Linked DNA regions of Ostrinia nubilalis: region 2 is linked to region 1. Evidence: chromatin contacts called from public Hi-C data. All regions are on one chromosome and are shown on one strand. Each heading gives the region's core, a stretch centred on a gene start, on an enhancer-like site or on the middle of the called end of the contact. The rest is flanking DNA. Distances are from core to core; before and after follow the strand shown. Region 1 holds the start of LOC135073208 (brain tumor protein-like). Region 2 holds the start of LOC135073224 (THO complex subunit 2).

The links. A called contact is a pair of places that touch in the nucleus more often than the background predicts.
Region 2: a contact with region 1 is called in a Hi-C map of whole body, with 4 times the contacts expected there. The contact joins the promoter of LOC135073224 here to the promoter of LOC135073208 in region 1. A contact is called at or near these places in 2 of 5 Hi-C or Micro-C datasets (both in whole body).

What each region holds. Positions count from the first base shown.
Region 1 is chr7:8,454,210-8,459,080 of ilOstNubi1.1, reverse strand. LOC135073208 (brain tumor protein-like) reads left to right here and starts at 1,847. Exons shown (of 9, transcript XM_063967297.1): 1 at 1,847-1,861. It overlaps LOC135073594 (signal recognition particle 9 kDa protein), which reads right to left and starts at 531. Exons shown (of 3, transcript XM_063967758.1): 1 at 394-531; 2 at 1-144. The coding sequence starts at 136.
Region 2 is chr7:9,237,982-9,242,852 of ilOstNubi1.1, reverse strand. It overlaps LOC135073224 (THO complex subunit 2), which reads left to right and starts at 2,755. Exons shown (of 29, transcript XM_063967322.1): 1 at 2,755-2,897; 2 at 3,599-3,764; 3 at 3,859-4,100; 4 at 4,342-4,475; 5 at 4,561-4,817. The coding sequence starts at 2,830. It overlaps LOC135073227 (small ribosomal subunit protein bS6m), which reads right to left and starts at 2,583. Exons shown (of 1, transcript XM_063967325.1): 1 at 1,886-2,583. The coding sequence starts at 2,418. The coding sequence ends at 1,963. LOC135073226 (Bardet-Biedl syndrome 7 protein homolog) reads left to right here. Exons shown (of 15, transcript XM_063967324.1): 12 at 86-195; 13 at 281-383; 14 at 468-589; 15 at 831-1,029. The coding sequence ends at 985.

The DNA of each region.
Region 1 (4,871 bases), core at 598-3,097:
TATTATCAGTAATTTTAACTAAAAATACTCCTTTTGTATGACAATATTTTAAACTGTATCGAGTGTTCAATGGATCCCTCAAATACAACATTTCTGCCGACCTCTCAAACTCTTCCCAATTAGGTATGAAAGTCATAGTTTTATCTGAAATAATAGCAATGGATTTTAGGTTGTTATTTTAAAATTTGGTAATTTGTGTGGCAGGTCCTAAGTTTGGGGGATTTTAATAGTTTTTAACTTGATAAAATAAAAAGTTACTCATTCATTACAAATTTAACTTAACGTTGATTATCGAATGCTTTAATTTTGTCGTCGTGTAACATAAATATATTGGTTGAAAAATTAATTAAAACCATGGTGTCAAAGATTTAACTGAAATAGCAATAAATGTACCTATAGATTTATTTTACAGGCACTCTAATTAGATAACAAAATCGCACGCCACATTCAAATAATCCAATTTGTGAAATTCGGCCACAATTTGATCAACAAAAAGAATTTTCTTGTAAAATGTCAAATCTATCTTCACTAATTTCCTTATTTTAACGACTGTCACCTGAATTTTAAAAGTCAAGAGAGTAGGCTTATTGTATAATTTTATATTAAAAATTATCTTTGAACAACGAGTGATATACACCTTTTCAGATAAATTCACTTAAAAGATTTAAAAAAAAGATTCAATCACGTCAAACAAGATATAGAAACTTAATTTTCAATGTAATAAAATAATCGACATAAATGTGAAAATAATCAAGTTGTACTGTTTAGTTTAGCTGTATAAAAATGGTCATGAACTGGCCATAAAAATGGGCCATAAAAGATTTATAGCCTGACCAGGAACATAAAAACCCTGGCATAGAGGCGCGTCAATTGCATTTGATAGTGCAACACTGAGTACAGTCGTACCTGTGTTAAATTAATAGGCTAACTTTATGTATCAGGATTCAGGATTACGGGCTAATTTGATATTTTCATAAATTAACGAAAAAATATTATTAAGGTAACCTGGTTTAAATAAATTAAATGAAACCATCAATCGAGCTAGTAGGATTTATTTTATTATTCATCAATAATCAAATTCAGAACTTGAATATTCAACTGCAATGTCTGCTCATGAACGCTTCAAACTCGGTACTTCTTTCCCAATTCCATAAAATTCAACACTTAGAAAGTGACAAAAATTTTTAAAATTGGTAGTTAAAACAAACCACAGCTAATTTTCATAGTGGACTGTACTATACGATAAACATGTCAGTCAATTTGACAACCTTTGTCGGAAACATTATTCGATGAAAATATTGTCCGAATCCTTAGTATTTCTCTTCGACAAATACTTTAACACATTGTGAACCACTTTTCTTTCACGACTATAAAAAGATTTTAGCAATTTAATTCACAAAATCAATTGCGCACATTTAAAATAAAGTTTGTTTACACTTTGACAGCAATAGACTGACATGCAAGGTGACATGTCAATGAAGTTTTCAGTTACTGTTGCCATTAAAAGAAATTAGTACCATTAGTTTTCCGCAACATGGCGAGGGTTTTTATGTTCCTGGTCAGGCTATAATTGGTAGGTTTATTAGTAGATTCTATTTTTTTTTACTGGTAACTCTGAGTGTCGCAATAACGAACGCAGAAAATCAATACACCGTGAATGTATTCGTCTTTTTAAAATGAGAACGTGACAAAATATTAATTTAATTCATCGAAGAAACCATTTTTATTTAAAAAAAACTGTTGAGACTAGATGCTCATTTTTTATTTATTTACATAGTGATGAATATTGTCATAGTTACGGCGTGGTAGAACATTCTGCGCGAATAATTAGCTGCTTTTTCTGCATTTATAGCTGTTAAAGGTTAGTAAATCATTCTAATTGAAATAATCTTCTCTTAGTTTTAATTTTATGAATAAATATCACACATTTTACGATAAAAAAAAGAAAATGGACTATCGACCTTCGCCATTGTCTGCATGCTGCATTGCGTTTGTTGTACGTAAGTACCTATAATATATTATGTTAACTTTTTGTGTTTAAATTGGTGCCACTTTGATATATTGTTGCGGCAAAACATAAACTGTTAAAGAAGCATCCTATAATCGAATTATATGCATGATTTCTGAAGCTTGTAATGTCGGACGAGACACTTGGTACGTAAGAACAAGTAGGTACCTTACTTTGTATTTCAAACAAAAACCGGTGCGGATAACCTTGATACCATCAAATTCTTATATTTTATAAAAGTATATTTATGTGTTGAGCGGGTATAGTGAGTGTCCATGGTACATTAAATACTTTTTTGCTGCAACTGAAACGCCGGTGGGTAGGTAAGGTACCTGATTAAAATCTGCTAGTCACTAGCACTAGCAGCTAGTGCATTCCAGTATAATAATCTTTATTAATTAATAGGTGCACCTTGGGAATTTATCCAATATTCCTCAATGTTGAGTTATGTAAATGTCAGACAAATTGTTATATAAAACAGCCCAGCCCTACCTACTGCTGTTTTTGGTTAATAGGTAAGTATGGTACACATAAATCCAATTTATATTTTCCCTAGAATCCAGTCAAACGTTATACCTACTCTTTTATTCCTGTCTAGCCATCCTTTTTTTATTCATTTATTCATTCACATACCTTAAGAGCCATTTTACATTTTCGTGCGAATTACTAAGATTTTGGAAGCATGAATTACTATCTTAACAACACCCAGAGATTATTTAATAACTGCGAAAGATAGGTCAATCCTTGGTGTTGACCATTAATGAAACGGATTTACTAAAACTCTTTTGCTTAATTCACAGTGCCCCATCTCCCACAACCATTTTACGGAAAAATTGCCGCAGACTCATTTTCAAAGTCCTGTATCTATTATTTATGCTCATATAATAAGCTTAAAAATATATAGTAATCATCGGACATATATTCTTGTAGTCCATTAATGAAATAGATTCTTGAATTTCATTACCATTATTGAGTAAAATCTAAAAATAATTTGGCAAATTTGAAGATTAACGTCACATTTTGATCGTGGTTTTTGGTTTAAAAACACAGCAATAACTGCAATAAAAGTATCCCCAAATAAAGAATATTCATTGTAGAATTGGTTTCTACAGTCATTGTTTAAATATTAGAAACCACTTTGTCAAAATATTGATGTGAATATCAGTATAAATTACAATGCGCAAGCCGACATCGATTAGTATGGCGCGAGCGCCCGTCAAGGCAGGACCTGTGTCATTTTTCCCGCCGTGACGTTTACGTGCGTTCGTGTCGTAAAGCGGTGATTTGTACGGCGACCAAATACATTTGATACTATGCCGAGAGGCTGTTTCGAGTCGGCCGGCCGAGCAGAAATTGAAATGATGAATTTTAATTTCTTTGACGGATCTGGGTGTAACTATGTATAATATGTAGGTACCATGTATTTAATTTAATAAATAAATTATAAAAAAGTATATCCATTATGCTAGCACCCTTAACACAAGCATATTGGTTGCCTACTTTTGGACTAGATGGCGCTGTGAAATTGTCCAAAGATTTGTTTATTTATTTATCCGCTTTGAGTTTTGTTTCGTGAAGAAGAAAAAGAAGCGTTTTGTTTCGAGAGGGAAGCTTTGTTGTTAAATCTATACTAATAAAAGAGTAAAATATTTTCAAAAACTTTAGTCCAAAATCTTTGATAAAATTCGACGTTTAATAAATAAATTAGATAACATATTAATACTTTTTTTTTCAGTACGATTTTAGTGCCTACTTGTTTTTCAGAAATTTTACGATTTAACTAAACTTCTAAAGTGTTTATATTTTATGCATAATTTATTAACTTCTAAAAAATATATATTTTATATCCTATTGATAGATGACCTGACTAGGTTAAAAAGGTGTGGAATGTTATTTTGGAGATAACTTGGTTCCATAGAAATATAGAGAGATGCTAAGTAATGCGCTGAGTTCGAAACTCAGTGTCGTATTAGAAATTCACACACACAAAGAAATCAAATTATGTGCTCATTATCCACTGCGGTATCAGTATTCAACGTTCGAATAATCTTAGTACTATCACAGTAGATAAATCATATATATACTGTGGTACTATGCAAGCAATATAAACTGTTTACATAATGACGTCGCTACTGTCATCATTGCTTTCACAAGCAATATGTTCCAATTTGTCCCTTGTCACATTTCCCTTTAGTTTCTGTGATCTGTGCTAGTTTCTAAGTTGATATCAATGAAATATTCCTTAGTACTTTTGATTTAAATTATTTTTTTTATTTTGACACGTGTTTGAAAAATCAAGGTCAGATTACAATAAAATAACAAGTGAAAACGTAACATTGCATTGCAACTCGCAATTTCGCAATATTGATGAGGAGATTCCATTGGAAAGTCTGTATTCATTCCTAGGATTCCCCTAACACCATCAAATTCAAGAGAATTAAAGAGAGTGCAGTTTTCCATCTCATGCTTAGGGACCACGGTTTAAAATAGTGTGGTTGCATAGAGCCTGCAACGGGCAACCGCGTGCGTAGCAGCTAATACTAATTTTCGATACAAAAGCAAGTGTTGACGCCTTCACAAGTTTTAGCGGAGTTCCATATGGTAGCGGGAGTAGACTTAATGGAAATCTATGCTTCTCCGACGACCAGTTGTATGTGGAATACTCCAGAGTATGCGCACACAATAGCCTGGTGATTTTAGCAACTGAAGGAAAAACAAAAAAACATTGTTTACAAAGAAATCTGCGGCAGGTGTAGTGTTTTAATTTTGTTTTAGAAAGATCTCATAATTTTGTAAGTATTCAAATATTTAAACATAATAATTTGTAGATTTTATATCAAAAAATATAATTATTTAACAAAAT
Region 2 (4,871 bases), core at 1,506-4,005, 780 kb before region 1:
ATTCTGAATGTCTACTACGCGTTACGCCACTCTACTACTTAATTCTTAATTAACATAACTTTTCAACATAAAAAATATATTTCAGACGGGGAAATGCAGTATTTAAATCTGATAATATTACTACAATAGCTATTTTACGAGATATGATGTCTAATTGCTCAGTAGAAAAGAGCATTCGAGTAGAAATATCTTGTGGTTTGTAACGAATTTTTTAGCGTATTCACTTGAGTTTTTAGTGTCACATATTCCACATGATAATTATGAACGTATTTTGCTTTAGATATTCCAGTTGACAGTTGTTTGAAAGCGCTTATTCGGATTCAAGACTATTACGAGGTAGAGTATAAGAAATATCAGGACCTTGCTCTGAAAAAAGCACTCAGGTAAAAGCTCTATCCAACTTACGAGTTTGTAGCCAATTTATATTTTAGGTCCTCATTGAACTTACAATTTAAGTTTAATTTTAGCGCCTTAGATTTAGACGACAAAACAGTAAACGAAGAAGAGTTAACGCTATGCGAAGACTATCGACGTGTATGGAATATTGCGGACGGCGACATAAACAAGACGCATTTTAAAGAACTTTTGGGTAAGACGGTAGATGAACTATTTTCGCCCGGTGGAGTAGTGGACGGCGCGGTGCATTCACCACTTCTGCCTTTATCGCTGTGGGTCCTAGGTTCGAGATGTTTAGTCGATTTAATCTTACGATCTTTTTTTATAGCGGTAGGTACCAGTATAGAAGACATTTTTTAAATCGCGAATGCAGTCTAAAACTAGAAAGCTTTTTAATGACTAATGAAAATTGAAATACTGCATTTCTTTTTCAGAAACTATACATCGATGGTATGCTGATTGGCATGAGTTATCACTGCATAGCAAAGATTTTCATAACAATAAAAATATTCTTTATGATGCATTGCTGAACTGTAGACTAAAGCAAATTAGGCAAATATTTTCCAATGAACAAATGAATTCTAACTAAGAAATCAGTGTACATACTGTATTCAACAATAAAAGTCTTAAAAAATTAATATGATTTTCTTATGTTCCCAACTTCAAGAATCAGATTTTTAATGAATAAGGGTACAGCTGGCCGAGTTTTAAATCAAACTGGTAGAGTGCATCTTTATCATCACAGAGTCTTTTCAGCTTTGTGATATAATGAGACAGATCATTCATAGCATATGCCTGCTCGAGCAGAAACTTTGATGTGATAAGTTCCACAGATTGATAATCTTCTGATGCTTCAGCAGTGTTTACTATATTTTTCAATTCCTATCAACAACAATAGAATATGAACTTGTGTAACATTATCATAACAAACTACTGAAACTAAATACAAGTGATTACTTACCTCAGTTACTTTCTTCTCTTTTTCAAGAGCTAAATTGAAAGCTTCAACCAGTGTCATATTTGGATCAACTGGGTCCACTGCTCCAAAATTTAAAATGGGGATACCTCCACGGATTATTTGATAGTTGATAAGAATTTTCATATGATGTAGCTCTTCTTCATACATTTTCATAAAAAATCCACCAACACCAGGATATGAAATAGTTGGGTGAAGAAAGATGGTAGCCATATTCAGATAGCTAAATGCTGCATTTTGTTCACTTTGAATTTGTTTGTTGATGGCAGCTTCCACTTCAGGGCTATATTTAAATTTGCAATTAGAATGCCTCCTGAATGAATTTAAAATAACATTCATATTAATACAATATGTACCATGTAAATATGGTTTACAACATGAGAAAATATTGGCTGTTTTTAAGAAAGATCCCATAGTATTTACAAGAATAATTTTGATGAACATAAAAATAAAAATTGTGTCATTACATCTAGTAGGCCAAGTTACCATGCATTTAATTAAATAAAAAACATATTTGCATCTTTCATTTATTGCAAATAAGATAACTATAACTAATTAAACTACTGTACAATTTGACATACTGAATAAGGTTATTTCTGGAATGGATAGTAGTCCAAACCAGAATTGTATTTAAACTTGTGGGTGAAGCGATTGACTTGAGTTTTTCCTATTTTGATCATCTTTTGGACATCTTCACGGTAAGCTGGAGGAAGTAGTTCTTCTTCCAATGTACAAGGAGAGGTTTCTGAATCGTTTGGTGCCTTATAAACTCTCTGACGAATAATATCAACATCACGACTGTATTCCTCCTTCAGGTCAGCAACAGCTTGAGTGGCCGTATCTACTTTAAACACAAAATAATTTGCTTCACGATGTACTAATCCATGAGAACTGGTTTTGTAAGGCATTGGCTTGAAACCTAAGTTCTCTATATTCTTTATGATTCCACCACGGTCAAAAATAGCGTGAGAAACCCTTTTGAGAACAGTCTTCAGTTCCGACTTCGGCATTGCCCGAAACATAATAGCAAACTCGTATGCAGGCATTCTTGTAGGATTATATTGGAAAGTTTTTAATCACTTTTCAATTCAACAGTGATAGAAGTTGAATTTGTTCTGCTAACAAAATGAATAACTAACTAAAGAAAATAAGGATTTGAGGTTATGAAATTGTTTAGATATTCGCTGTCACTTTGACAAGATTATTTTAACGTTCGTATGGTAAATCTATCTTGCAGATAAAAAAAATACTTGGCTTATAAATAGTTGACAACTAATAAAAAAGATAGTCAATAGCCCGATTGTAATTTTGGTTATGTTGGTATTACTGTCTATCATTTTTATGCAGAATTCAATCATTCATTCTTTCATTCATTCATTCAATGACAGAAATGGCTGCAGCGTGAGTTATCCTGCTGCGGTTTTATTTTCATTTAAAATTTATCAAGCTCTCAAATTATGGGATCATTTGCTAAGTTTGTAGCGGAATATTGTAAAAATTGGGAAAAATCAGGAAAAGATCAATTGTAAGTACACGAAATCTTGTTTGCTTGATTTTGAAAATATATTTTTTTATCTTGTAGGTAAATACCACATGTTGAACCATAATAATCCATTGAATATTGAATTACTTTAATCAATTGTTACCCTAATAAGCTTGTATGAGCATAACTGGTCAGAGACTTAAGTTTTTTTTACAACATCACCAATTTTATTGTAACTCTCATCAAGCTAATGGATTGACTTATTGTTAATCACATTTATTCCAACTTACTTATATCATAATTACCAGACTACTGAGTACCTACCTACCTTATGTACTCAGTAATCGGATATTCGTTACAGTAACACGATATCCGATTCTAAAATATTAAGTTTACTAGCTTTTGCCCGCGGCTTCACCCGCGCGATATTTAGAATTTAGACAGTCACAGATCGTCATAAATTATAGCCTATGTTATTCTGGGTCATAAACAACAATACTGTAAAGTTTCATCAAAATCCGTTCAGTAGTTTTTGCAGGAAAGTGTAACAAACATGTTAACATCCAGACATCCATACAAACTTCACATTTATAATATTAGTAGGATTTGCATGTAGCAAAGCAACTATCTAGAATCTAGTGATTCCTTCATAATAACTTATAACATTAATTTAACATCATCGTCTTTTAAAACAGGATATTAATTTCCGACCATCCCTGCTAACTGATAATAATATTTTTTAGTATTAAATATGTGACACAATCTATCAAAGATGAAGAGAAAAGTCCACTTTTTACCAAATCTGGAAAACTTTCTGGTTTATCCCAGAATGTATACGACTTACTGCTTTGTGGTCTTCGGGGTAACCTGAAGAGAGATGCAGTGCTTGCAGTTCTTCGGGAAATTTGTGTAAGTATTCCATTCTTTATTGTTACTTTATTGACAGTAATTTGTTGGCATATAAACAACAATTACTTAAATATTTATTAATTATTTCTTACAGGCATTGCATGCAGATATACCATCAATTGTGTTAGATGTAATCTGTGTATTAGACGCTGAGACATGCACTGATGTTCAGAGTGAAGAACGCACAAATTTTTGTTATGTTGTGAGAGAACTCGAATCTTTTATGTCTGACAAATTACTAAAGGAAAGATTAGAAATCGACACATTACAAGATGTTGGTACATTGAAGAACAAAAACTTTTATACCAAATTCATTAAAATCAAGACAAAGTTGTAGTAAGTAAAATAGATCAGTGTTTAGTGCAAGTTTACACCAAACGTCATAACTAGAGACTGCATAAAATAATGACAGAATGTTCAGCGTCCCTAGCAGAGCAGATACTTTAAGGAACTAAAATCTTCATAGATTTTTATAAGCACTCGCTACCAACAATGTTCACTGCAAACTTGCACTAAGCACAGTTAAAATTCAGATTAGATGTGAACAAAATTGTAATTTTCATGTTGTTATTTTCAGCTATAAACAACGTAAATTTAATCTGTTTAGAGAAGAGAGTGAAGGATATGCTAAATTAATTGTTGAATTGAATCAAGAAATAAGTGATGATACAGAATGGAAAACCTTACTAGAAATCATTCAGTCACTTATAGGTGTGTAAATAAAATTAGTCAATCTTATCTCATTCTGTTTTACTGCATGAACTTCATATACTAATAATTTTATAACTTCTTTCAGGATGTTTCAATTTAGACCCCAACAGAGTACTAGATATTATACTAGAATCATTTGAAGCTCGACCACATTTAGAGGATCTGTTTATACCATTGATTAAAAACTACATGGGAGATCCTCATGTGATATCTGAAGTTTTAGGGTTTAAGTTAGGCAATATGGAGGTCCTGGATACGTACAAGGAACCACCACCGATTATGACTGTAATAGCACTGCTTTTACAACATCGTGTCATCTCTCTTGATGACATTTACCCATGGGTATGTACAGTTCAGTTATCAATAAATATCCTGACTTAACTCCTGGGCCACACA